Regions from separate parts of the Oryctolagus cuniculus genome. Here region 1 is linked to region 2. The links are chromatin contacts, called in public Hi-C maps. All regions are on one chromosome and are shown on one strand. Each heading gives the region's core, a stretch centred on a gene start, on an enhancer-like site or on the middle of the called end of the contact. The rest is flanking DNA. Distances are from core to core; before and after follow the strand shown. Region 1 has its middle 330 kb from the start of KLF3. Region 2 has its middle 270 kb from the start of TBC1D1.

Region 1 (5,240 bases), core at 1,359-3,858, 120 kb before region 2:
GCTCTTCTTCCAATCCAGCTCTCTGCTATGGCCTTGGGATAGCAGTGGAAGATGGCCCAAGTCCTTGGGCCCCTGCACCAACGTGGGAGACCTGGAAGAAGCTCGGATTGGCGCAGCTCCGGCCATCGCGGCCAACTAGGGAGTGAACCATCAGATGGAAGACCTCTCTCTCTGTCTCTGCCTCTCTCTGTAACTCTTTCAAATAAAATAAAATAAATCTTAAAAAAAAAAAAATCCAGGTGTCTCACATGGGTGACAAGAACACAGTAACTTGAGCCACCACCCCTGCCTGCCAGTGTTTGCACTAGCAGGAAGCTGGAGTCTGGAGCAGGAGGCAGGAACTGAACTTACATGCTCTGATGTGGATCAGGGGTCCTAGTTGCTATTCTAAAAGCCCACTTCCTACAGGAAACTTTGACTTTGGTTAATGGGTTCTTCTGGTCTAGAAAAATACCTTAGGAAGTCAACATTTTAACTGCTCCCTCCACCCCTCCCAAAAAAAAAAAAAAAAAACCCTCAAAAACAAAACCCATGCACACACACAGACACGGGAGCAGGTGTGTCAGAATACAAGTCTCATGGGTATTTGGAACCGAGACCAGGATTTTCTGTAAACAACCATAATCAGAAAGTCTGCTGCCTTATATCTAAGAACCCAAAAGATAGGTGACTGCTGACTTCTGCTTCTCTTTTCCTGGGAAGGAAATTGTTGCCTGCCAGTCAGCCAGCCCTCAGAGGCGATCTGCTGCTGCAGGTTTGCAACTTTTCTTCCCCAGGTTCAGAAACTCCAGTTTGGGGCAGGCATCTGGTACAGAGTTAAGAAACCACTTGGGATACCCATACCCCATGTCAGTGTGCTAGGTTCAAATCCCAGCCCTGCTTCTGACTCCAGCTTCCTAATGTGCACCCTGGGAGGCAGCAAGTGATGGCTCCAGTGCTGGCTCCCTGGTCACCCACGGGGAGACCCAGATTGAGTTCCTGGCTCCTGGCTTCAGCCTGGCCCAGTCCTTGATGTTGCAGGCATTTAAGGAGTGAGAAAGTGGATAGAAGCTCACCAAAAGATAAATAAAAAATGTGTAAGGAACTAAACTTGTATCCTAGAAAGGAGAAGTGAGAGAAAGCCCCAGCCTGGAGTGAAGGTGACCAACTGGCACTCCAAGCTATTCCAGGGTGAACTGCACACACCTCTGCCTGGGGTCCCGCTGGGTGTGGAGTCACACAATGCCAAAGGATGTTTTTTTTCTACCCAACTTCAAGGCCCTTGTCAGAGCGTAGCGGAGGTTAGTGGGCTCTTGCAATGTGAGGCCCATGTAAAAGGCCCTGGAGAGCCAAGCCAGCCACCTGCACTGTTGGAGAAGCCAGAAATACAGTGCACAATCAGACACACGTCTCCCTCTGTGTGCAGCTCACATTCCAGCTCTCGCTGTGGCCTGCACACAATTCTGTTCTGGGCAGGGGTCATGTGACACGCAGACCCCGGATGGCCCTCTCCCCGCCAACATCCTCCCCCCGCAGGCGTGTGCAGGCTTTTCCTGCCTCTGATCCAGTGGACATATGTAATCTTTGACTACAACTCTCAGAGGCTGGTTTTTTCCCACCCTGCAAGTCAGTGAGTGCAAGTGTTGGCAGAGACGCCTGGAGCCATAGGTTCTAAGCATTCAGGCAGAGGGGGAAAAAAAATAGTTTTTCCAACCCCGGCCTGCTAAGGACACATGGTGGGTCTCAGGCATTTCCTGCCTGCACTGCCGGATCTCTCCTCCTCTTGCACACATGCTCCTCCTACTGCCTGATGCTGGAAGTGCACCCCCGGGGCTAGCACAGAGAACACCCCAGCATGGGCCTAGGACAGCCATGTTGAAAGACTGCTGAAGCTCCCTCTCAAAACGAAATAACACATCCTTAAGAATTCCTCCACTACTCTGGCAAAGGGACCAAGCCAACTCAGACTTTACTCTTCGGGATCAGCCTGTAATAAACACTCAATACATAAATTCTCCCGGAACAGAGCTTTGCCAAATAAGCTCAATTTAAGTCTCCCTTACAGAATAAGTCAGAATCAGGGATTCAGAGGCAGGCTTTGCTCTATTCCTTTTCTGTAACTTAGACATAATGGTATCGCGCACACCCTGGTGTTGTGGGAAGCAAGAGAGAACGGGAATGTATCAGGAAGGTGTTTTATAACATAAAAAAGAACACGAACTGTTTCCATCAGCACACGCACACACCCTTTCCATGCATCTGGGTGGAAATGGTAGTCAGGGCCATCTAACCCCCAAAAAAGGAAGTAGGCTAAGGAAGGCTCAGTCACAAACAGGAAGTCACAGAAATGCCACCAGAAAAACTGTCTCCGGCAAAACACCAAAAAACCAAGAAAATTAAACAACCTTGAGGCTAGGTTGGTGGAGGTAGGTGGTAGCTCTAGTTAATGGTTTGGGGTGTTACCAGCCTGACCTGACCCCCTATGGAGGGGGTTTTCAGAGCTGATTAGGTAATTCTTGGCCTCCGTTTGACCTCACACATGGGAATTCTCACTCTGCATTTTAGGAGCTCTGCAGTTGGTAGGTTCCTGCCTTTTTAAATGTAGGTCTCTCCTCCTATTCCCCTGTGGCAATAGGAGGGGCCAGGCGCTCCGCCGGCTGGGAGGAGCTGGGGCTCCGCCTGCCCTCGCCCTCGCCCCGGGGAGCCGCCCGCCCGCCCCGGCAGCTCCACTCGTCCGGGCCTCCCTCCCTGGCTCTCCAGACCTGCCACATGGTAGGTTGGCGGCTGCAGGGAATTGAAGAGAAGCATTTGAGTGACCGCAGCACAAAGCAGCCTCACAGTTCTGGAGATGATGTCAGGTTTTCCTTCCAAGCTTCTGCTCAGAGGAGACAAAATCCTAGACATTTTTTTAGGGAAGGAAAAAAAAAAAGAGGGAAAAAAGAAAAAAAAAAGAAAAGCAAAAAACCACCACCAAAATCGAAAGGGAAACATGTCAGCATAGCAGGACGCATTCTGCCGCTGCTTCTCTCAATTTTCTTTTCTATTCTTGAAATCTCTTTCAAAACTCCTACCACCTCTCTTGCCCCTTCCAGCCTTCTGTACATTTTTAAGGTAGAGAAGGGAAAGGATTGAAAATCCGTGAATTTTTAAGTCGTTCTTCTGTGTTCCTAAAGCTCATTTGTTGGAGGAGCGGAGTTGTGCCTCAGTCACCTCCACCCCCAGATGAAAGGCTGCGAGGGAGAGTAGGAAGCCAGGCGACCAACACCATCCTTCACGGGACCCCAGCCCAAGGCCAGCGGTTCAAGCATCCTTGAGATTCAGGTAACAAGTCCCATTTTAGGCTGTGTGGATTGTTGGGAAGGGCCTCCACCTACACAGATCTGGGAAGATACTGCGACTTTCCAAGTGATTTTACATTTGAGCCCCAGAACAACTGTGTGAATTCAGCTGGGGTCAGGGTGAGAGGAGCAGCGAGGCCGCTCAGCCAGTTCCCTGGGAAGCCGAGACTGAAAGATCCACGTCTGCCGAGGGCTCCTCCAGCAGCCTATCAAGGCTCTATGGCCAACAGGTTCTACAGGCTTGCATTCATGCTAAGCAAGCTGTCCCCATTTTAAACACAGGGTAGCATGAGCATTTAAAATAACTTTTCACAAATTACATAGGGTGTGTTTCTTTTGCAAAAGTAGGACTCTGGGGGCCCTTTTCAATAGATAATGTTTTAAATTAAAATTTTGTTTTTAAGGAATACTTCACTTACGTGATTTAAAAGTCAGAATTCTACATCACAGTATATCTGGAAAGTTTTGCTTATCACCTCTTTCTTTTCATCTGACTTCTCGACTCCCTCCTCTCCTTTGTAGATCATTCTTATTCCTTTCATCCTATCGACGTTTATGAAAATACAAATCAGTACAAATGTGCACTCAATACAAATACGAGAGAGTGGATTTAATGCATTTTGAATTGGACTACTGGAGTAGGGAGTGGGTTTTTGTAAACCATCCCCCTCTTGCCTTGGACCCCTGGGGTTGTAGTCATCAATCTGCATACGGCTCAGCTGAGACTGAGAACCCAAGAGCTCAAGCAATGGAAGCCACAGTGGGATAGGTTTGTGCCATGAACCTGGGCCCCTCACTGAACTGAACCAGACATGGCTGCCATCAGTCAAGCCTGGATTCTCAGCTGTTTCCTGGGGGAAGAACTGTCTAGACTCAAACAGAAACAGAGCAGAGCAGGCAGGCAGGCCCCAGTGAGGGGTTTCTGACAGTGGTTCCTCCCAGGAGGAACTGAAATCAGAGTCAGGGCCCTCTGCTCTCCGGTGCTGTGGGCATGGCAGGTCCTGGGGTGGGAGCTGGCGGCTGGCACAGACTCACTCACTGTCGGGTGCAGGGATTGTGAGCGCTGCCATGACAAAGCACCATGACCCACGCGGCCCAGATAGCAGGAATTTATGTTGTCACAGTTGCGGACGCCAGAAATCAGACCAGGTGTCTGCCTCGGTGGCTTCCTCTGAGGCTGTGAGGGACAGATCTGTCCCCAGCCTCCTGATGTCTCCCCACCTTTTACCGTAAGGACAGCAGTGTTGCTTGGAGAAGGCCCACGCCGGCCATCTCACTTCGACTGGGTTATCTCTGGGCCGCCCCTCTCTGCAAATCCCATCACATTCCGTGGTACCAGAGCTTATGACCCCAACCTGTCTTTCTTAGGAGCACACAAAGTCAACCCAGACCATCTGTTTTCAGACCCACAAGTGCCCTCCACACCTCCAGAAGTGCTGGCCTCACATGCTCACTCCACCATTGAGAACAAAGCTACCCAGAGGCTGCACAGGTGTCATGGTGCTTGGGGACACAGCGGGAAGTGGGCGGCAGGGTGAGACCCCCTGCCTTAGATACTGTCTGTGACCTAAAAACAATATGCTTTGCATTGGGAGAGTTGTCCCCTTCAATCTCAACACATCCTTCGTCTCTGTAGGGACCAAGGAAGAAATAAAAGTCCCTCCAACGACGGAGCTCCAGCACCGCCCTCTCCCCGCCTCAGCGACTCGCCTGCCCTTTGGAACCGAGATCCTCGTGTCCAGATGCTGCCCAGATTTTTCATACCCTCCTTTCGCTCAAAGATTTTTCTTTACCTACATTTTGGAATGTGTATGCTAAGCTAAAAAACACATCACTCTCTGTAGCTGGGCGTCTGGTGTTGCGGTGGTTGATCATTTTACCTTTGTTTCTGTTAAATCTGCCCTGACACCTTTGCCAAGACGC
Region 2 (5,458 bases), core at 2,627-5,126:
TTGCATGAAGCTAGTGAGCCATCTGGCAAAACCCACTTGCCAATCACTGATCTCACGGCACATTACTGCTCTTCTGGCCAGCAATGAACTTGCCAAGATCCAGGAACACTGGGGCCACCAGTCAACTCCATGCACTCCCTACCCTGGGCCATGACTAACAGAGGCTCTGTCCGTCAGGGGTCTCCATGCTGAAAGCCAGTGTCCAGCCAGCTCACTGTAAAGCCCTGTGTTTTATGGGGTCATTCCAGCCCCATGACTATAGCCTAAGGTCAGGTTGTGGGGGGGGGGGGGGAGGAGGGTGGTGTTTGTCTTATTTTCTTATTTATTTATTGAAAGACACAGATTCAGAGAGAGATATATATGATTCACTCCCCAGATGACCAGAACAGCTGAGGCTGGGCCAGGCCTAAGGCAGGAGCCCTGGAATTCAACACAGGTGTCCCCCACAGGGTCGCAGGCATCCAGATATTTGAGCCATTACCTACTGCCTCCTAGGATGCGCAGTGGCAGGAAGCTGGAACCCGAAGCAGAGCCAGCACTCAAACCCACGCACTCCAGCACGGATACAGGCGTCCCAGATGGCGTCTTCACCACTGCACGCAGCGTCTGCTGCCCCAGGCGGGGAGTTCTTCACCTGGACTGTAGGACTGGGCTTGGAAGAAGAGCTGGTTCTGGAAGCTGATGGAGTTCTATGTTAAAAAGCAGGTATGCTTGCTAGGGAGATGGGTGATCATGTTCTCCCCATTCTGCAAGGGGCCTGAAAACGGGTAAGATCACCACAGTTCTTATAATGCTCTCAAGCGTTAGCTAGGGTCTGTACAAGAAGCAGCAACCAGAAACCCCCTCCTGTGCTTGGCCTGAGCAAACCACACTCAGTGACCTGACCTGGGGCCATCCTGATGAGAAGTTCCATGTGTCTCTCAGGATGCAGAAGACGGGAAAAATCTCTCTAGATGAGCAGCAACCTCAACAGGAAGTGGCACTGCACCATCCGCATCCCCTCCTCTGCCCTTCACTCCCTGCTTAAAGTCTCCCTCAGCCCCACCCCGGGTCTGGAGAGAGGCTCTGGGGGCAGCTCCAGCCTTCCGTCTGGAACACCCATCCACTTTACTCATCCTGCAAGACCGGGCTCCTGGGTCAGCCTTCCCAATCCTTCCAGGCAGGGCTGAGCATGTCACACACACTCCTGTTACAAGAAGATGGCTTTCTTCCTCGAATTATGTGCATATTCCTCTACCTTCCCCATGAGCCCAGGAGGGCAGGGAACTCCATCCTGTTCATTGTGGCATCCTTGGCACCTAGCACCAAGTGTACAAGTTTCACTGTGCAAATAAACAAAGCCATGAATGAAAGAACAAATATCTACAAATACTTTTCTAGAATGTTCCTTGGCTCTTCCAGCCATGTGTGAACCACACCAGTGACGACAGAAGGGCAGAGCTAACAGAGTCCACGAGCACCTTCCTCCCCCCCCCCCCAAAGCCTTCATTTCCCACATGAGAAAGCGAGGCTTGGACAGGCACTCATGTGCTGGTGAGACAGAGCCCAGCGATACCTCCAGCGGCAGCCATAGCCAGGCCAGTGGCAGGGTTCCCGCTCTTCTTCCAAGCCCAGTCCTACAGTCCTCCTCCCCAAGCCACCTGGCAGGCACTGCTCCAGGCAGACCCCCAGGCCTGGCCCTTCCTTCTTTGCACTGCTCTCTGGTTGGCCCCCCAACACCCACCCCACCATGTTCAGAGCACACAGAGGAGAGACAACTGACCGGGGGACTTTAGAGGCGAGGAAGTGGCTGCTTCAGAGGCCAAAACCTTCTCCATGACTCTGCCATTAGCCATTAGCGAGGACCCAAAAGGGAAGGAAGAGAGCTGAATTCCAGGCCAGGCGTGACTTTTCTGTGACCCTACACAGTCAGTCAGACTCGGCTCCCTCCCACTGGGATGAAATTCACAGGACTTCCGATAAACTCTGCCAGCCCTGCTGGTGCCCCCAGCACATCTCAGACACCGGAAAGCCAGCTCACAGGAGGCAGGCCTCGCCGGCTGGTGTTTGCTCCTCAGGAAAGGCCTCTGAGGAAGCCCCAGGCCTCAACACAGCTGGGGTTGCTAGCCAGTCTGACTGGCCAGAATCGATATGAAAATATTCAACAGCGAAGTGACTGTGCCAGGTTCCGCCCACTGAGGCCTCACTCGGCTTTGGTTCCTGCTGGTGGCATGGCCTTGCCTGCAGCGCTTCCTCCCACTCCCACTGCCCCTCAGAAAGGCACAAGGCCCACCAGCCCCTCTCGCCACTTTTTGGGGGGCTCTCCTCAAGGGGACAAAGCTCTCACTTCACTACAGCCCCTCCATATATAGAAACTGCAGCGTCACCCAACTACAGGTGACAATGGAGTTAGGACCAAGATGGCTGCATCTTCTCCCCCGTGTCGTCACTCCCCAAACAATACAGTGAAACAACTGTCCACACCACATTTACACTGTATGGGGTGTTCTAGCGTATTCCACTATAACAAAATGCATCAGGGGTTAGAGACGGCAAAATATACAGGAGGATTGTGTAGGTTACGTGCAAATATCGCAGTTTTGATTTGGGTATCCATGAGGGTGCACCACGGGTACTTTTGTAAGAATATGAACCATGTATCAAGTGTTGCTGCCAGCCAGGCCCTTCCTTTTAAGCTTAACCCTCATGCCTGCGTCCCACTTTAAAGCACTTGGGTTCAAGGACCAGCTTCATTCCCAATACCAGCTTCCTGCAAATCAGCGTACCGGAAGACGGCATGTGATGGCTCCAGAGGCTGGGTCCCTGCCACCCACGTTGGAGACCTGGATGGACTGGATTCCAGGCGCCTGGCTTTGGCCTGGCCCAACCCTAGCTGTCCTGGACCTCTGGGGAGTGAACCAGCAGACGGGACACTTCTCTGCGTTTCTCTCTCTTTCCTCTCTCTGCCTTTCAAACAAACACATTCATTCAATGGTTTTTACACATTCTCTTCACCACAATTCTAAAAATTAGCAGTTTTTACTCTGTTTTCTAGAGGAGAAAACAGACTTGAAGGCTTTTGGAAGTACAGCCACCTTTTCGGCATCGGGGCTGGGGCTGCGGGCTGGGGCCATCTGACCTGCGGCACTCTCATCACCCTGGAGTTCCCGGTGTTGAAGCTGATGACCCACGGATGCTCTGACTGAGCACAGTAGCAAGGGGATTGCGTACAAAGGGCAGGAGCGTCACCAGCAGGGCAGAGTTGTGAACCCTCAGTCTGAATCCCCCCATTGCCTCCAGCTCTTCTGCCCTCTCCCCACCTTGGATAGGCACTGAGCCAACTTTCCTTGGTCTCCTCCACCTACCCAGCCCTGCGCTGGGGCACTGGCACGTCTGAGGACATATGTGACAGCTGACACTCACCCCAATCACGCCCATAGCTGACTTCTTGATGGATTCTACTCTGGGCTCTAGAATCAGACCAAACTGCAGAATTCTTCTGGACACAGCCCCTGGAGCAGCCACTGCCTCTCAGCGTTGTCTGGGGACGAAGCCTATTCATCATCACTGGCATAACAAGGGATCAGGAGAATGCAGCTTCCCTTTCCTCCTGTCCTTCCTGCCTGACTTCCCTGGTATTTCTGGGATGGATGGATGGATGGATGGATGCGGAAATGGGGTTCTCACCCTATGGACCCGCCCACATGGGTATCACACCCAATTCTGCTGACTTCGCTCAGTGCCAATGACTCCTTGCAAAACTTGCCGTTCACATGAAGCACGCTCTCTGGTGTGTGTTCCAGGAACTGGCGAGATTCACGGGTCATCCCAAGGCCGTGGAGGATCTTCGGTGTCAGCACTTCATTTCTCGCTCGGTCTCATTTCCTCCCCCTCTAACATATGCCTGAGCTTAAAAACAGCCTTTCACCCCACACTTCCCTCTTCTTTTTAAAGCTCGAGCTGACAAGAGAAGTTTCTTCTCCACTGACATTTTTTTTTTTCTATCAAGGAGGAAATACAGTCCCACCGTGGAGCATGTAGGAATGACTTATGGTCAAAAACTCCTTTGTGTCTCTGGAACCCTTAGATACCCGGAGTTTCTGAATCACTGCCTGATTTAGCTGTGGGCTATAGAGCAAGTTTCCTCAAGGCCCCCGCAGAAGCCCTGCCTTTTGATTTTAAACCAATCTAGCTACAGTGATATCTGCATATTCCTTCCTTAGCAAAACATTACTCAGTGTTCAAAAGGAAGGAAATGGCAAAAAACTTGATTCAAGAAAGTTTGAAGAGGAATAAAATAGCTCTTATGGAGCAACATTTCAGCAATCTGAGTATGAGTAAATCAAAAGCAGATGCGTTGTTTGCTGCTAAAACACGCTTTTGTTTCCCCAGAAAGGAAAAAAAATTACAAGGGAAAAATATTTTGTATAAAATGGCATCTGTTGGGGGCCGGCACTGTGGCGTAGTGGGTAAAGCTGCCGCCCACAGTGCCAGCATCCCATATGGGCACCAGTTCAAGTCCTTGGCTGCTCCACTTCTGATCCAGCTCTCCGCTATGGCCCCTGCAGCCACAAGAGACTTGGAAGAAGCTCCTGGCTCCTGGCTTCGGATCGGTGCAGTCCAGCCATTGTGGCCATCTGGGGAGTGAACCAGCAGATGGAAGACCTCTCTCTCTCTCTCTCTCTCTCTCTCTCTGCCTTTGCCTCTGCAGCTCTGTAACTCTGCCTTTCAAATAAAATAAATAAATCTTTTTTAAAAATGGCATATGTTGGAAAATCACTGGAGATTTCTATGAAACCCAAAGTATGACAGGGATGGCTGAGACCTGGTTGCTAATATCTTGGAACTGGTTGGGGGTGTAAAATTAGATTATAAAATGGTTGTATCATTTGTCACTTCAAGATGGAAACGCTACACTGCTGTGTTTCTAAAGGAGAAAAACACCATATTGAGGTGTAGCAGATGAGGTTTTGTTTCATTCTTTGCTTTGACAGTAGTTGCAATTTTATTTTCTTTCACTGACCTCACAGACTATGAAAGGCCAAAGTACATAGGATAAGACTGGGTCCTGGAGTCAGACTCCACCCCACTAGTGATGGGATCTTGGGCAGGTTCACTGCCCTCTCTGTGTCCCAGTCTCCTCACCCAGCAAGAACAACAGTAGTTGGAGCACCTACCACCCAGGTAGGGCACTGAGAGTAACGCCTGGTGCCCAGGAAATCTCCACAATGCTAGCTGGCAGGACTCTTCGTTCTGCCAGCAATGTGCTGCCACTGGACAACTCTCGGGGTCCCACCCCTCTAAAAACTGGCAAGCCCTTAGCTGGATGGGCAGAGAAAGAGAAAGGAGAGCCAATAACTAAAATCAGGAAACAAAAGTGGAGGCATTACTACCGACCTCAGATAAATAGAAAGGATTGCAAGAGATTCCAATGAATGATTGTACACTGACAAATTACACATCCTGGATGTAATCACGA

Evidence for each region. Hi-C and Micro-C count contacts between places; a contact is called where the count stands out from the background.
Region 1: a Hi-C map of embryonic fibroblasts shows a contact between it and region 2, with 2.5 times the contacts expected there. The contact joins two enhancer-like sites. A contact is called at or near these places in 5 of 6 Hi-C or Micro-C datasets (ear pinna, embryonic fibroblasts, liver and 2 more).

Annotation. Positions count from the first base shown.
Region 1 is chr2:32,333,944-32,339,183 of mOryCun1.1, reverse strand. No RefSeq gene overlaps it. Among named protein-coding and RNA genes, the nearest start is that of KLF3, 330 kb to the left of the region's middle. Within about 2 kb of position 2,608, at least 7 of the 8 cell types and tissues checked have an H3K27ac peak or open chromatin away from gene starts, as enhancers often do.
Region 2 is chr2:32,212,144-32,217,601 of mOryCun1.1, reverse strand. No RefSeq gene overlaps it. Among named protein-coding and RNA genes, the nearest start is that of TBC1D1, 270 kb to the right of the region's middle. Within about 2 kb of position 3,876, at least 1 of the 8 cell types and tissues checked has an H3K27ac peak or open chromatin away from gene starts, as enhancers often do.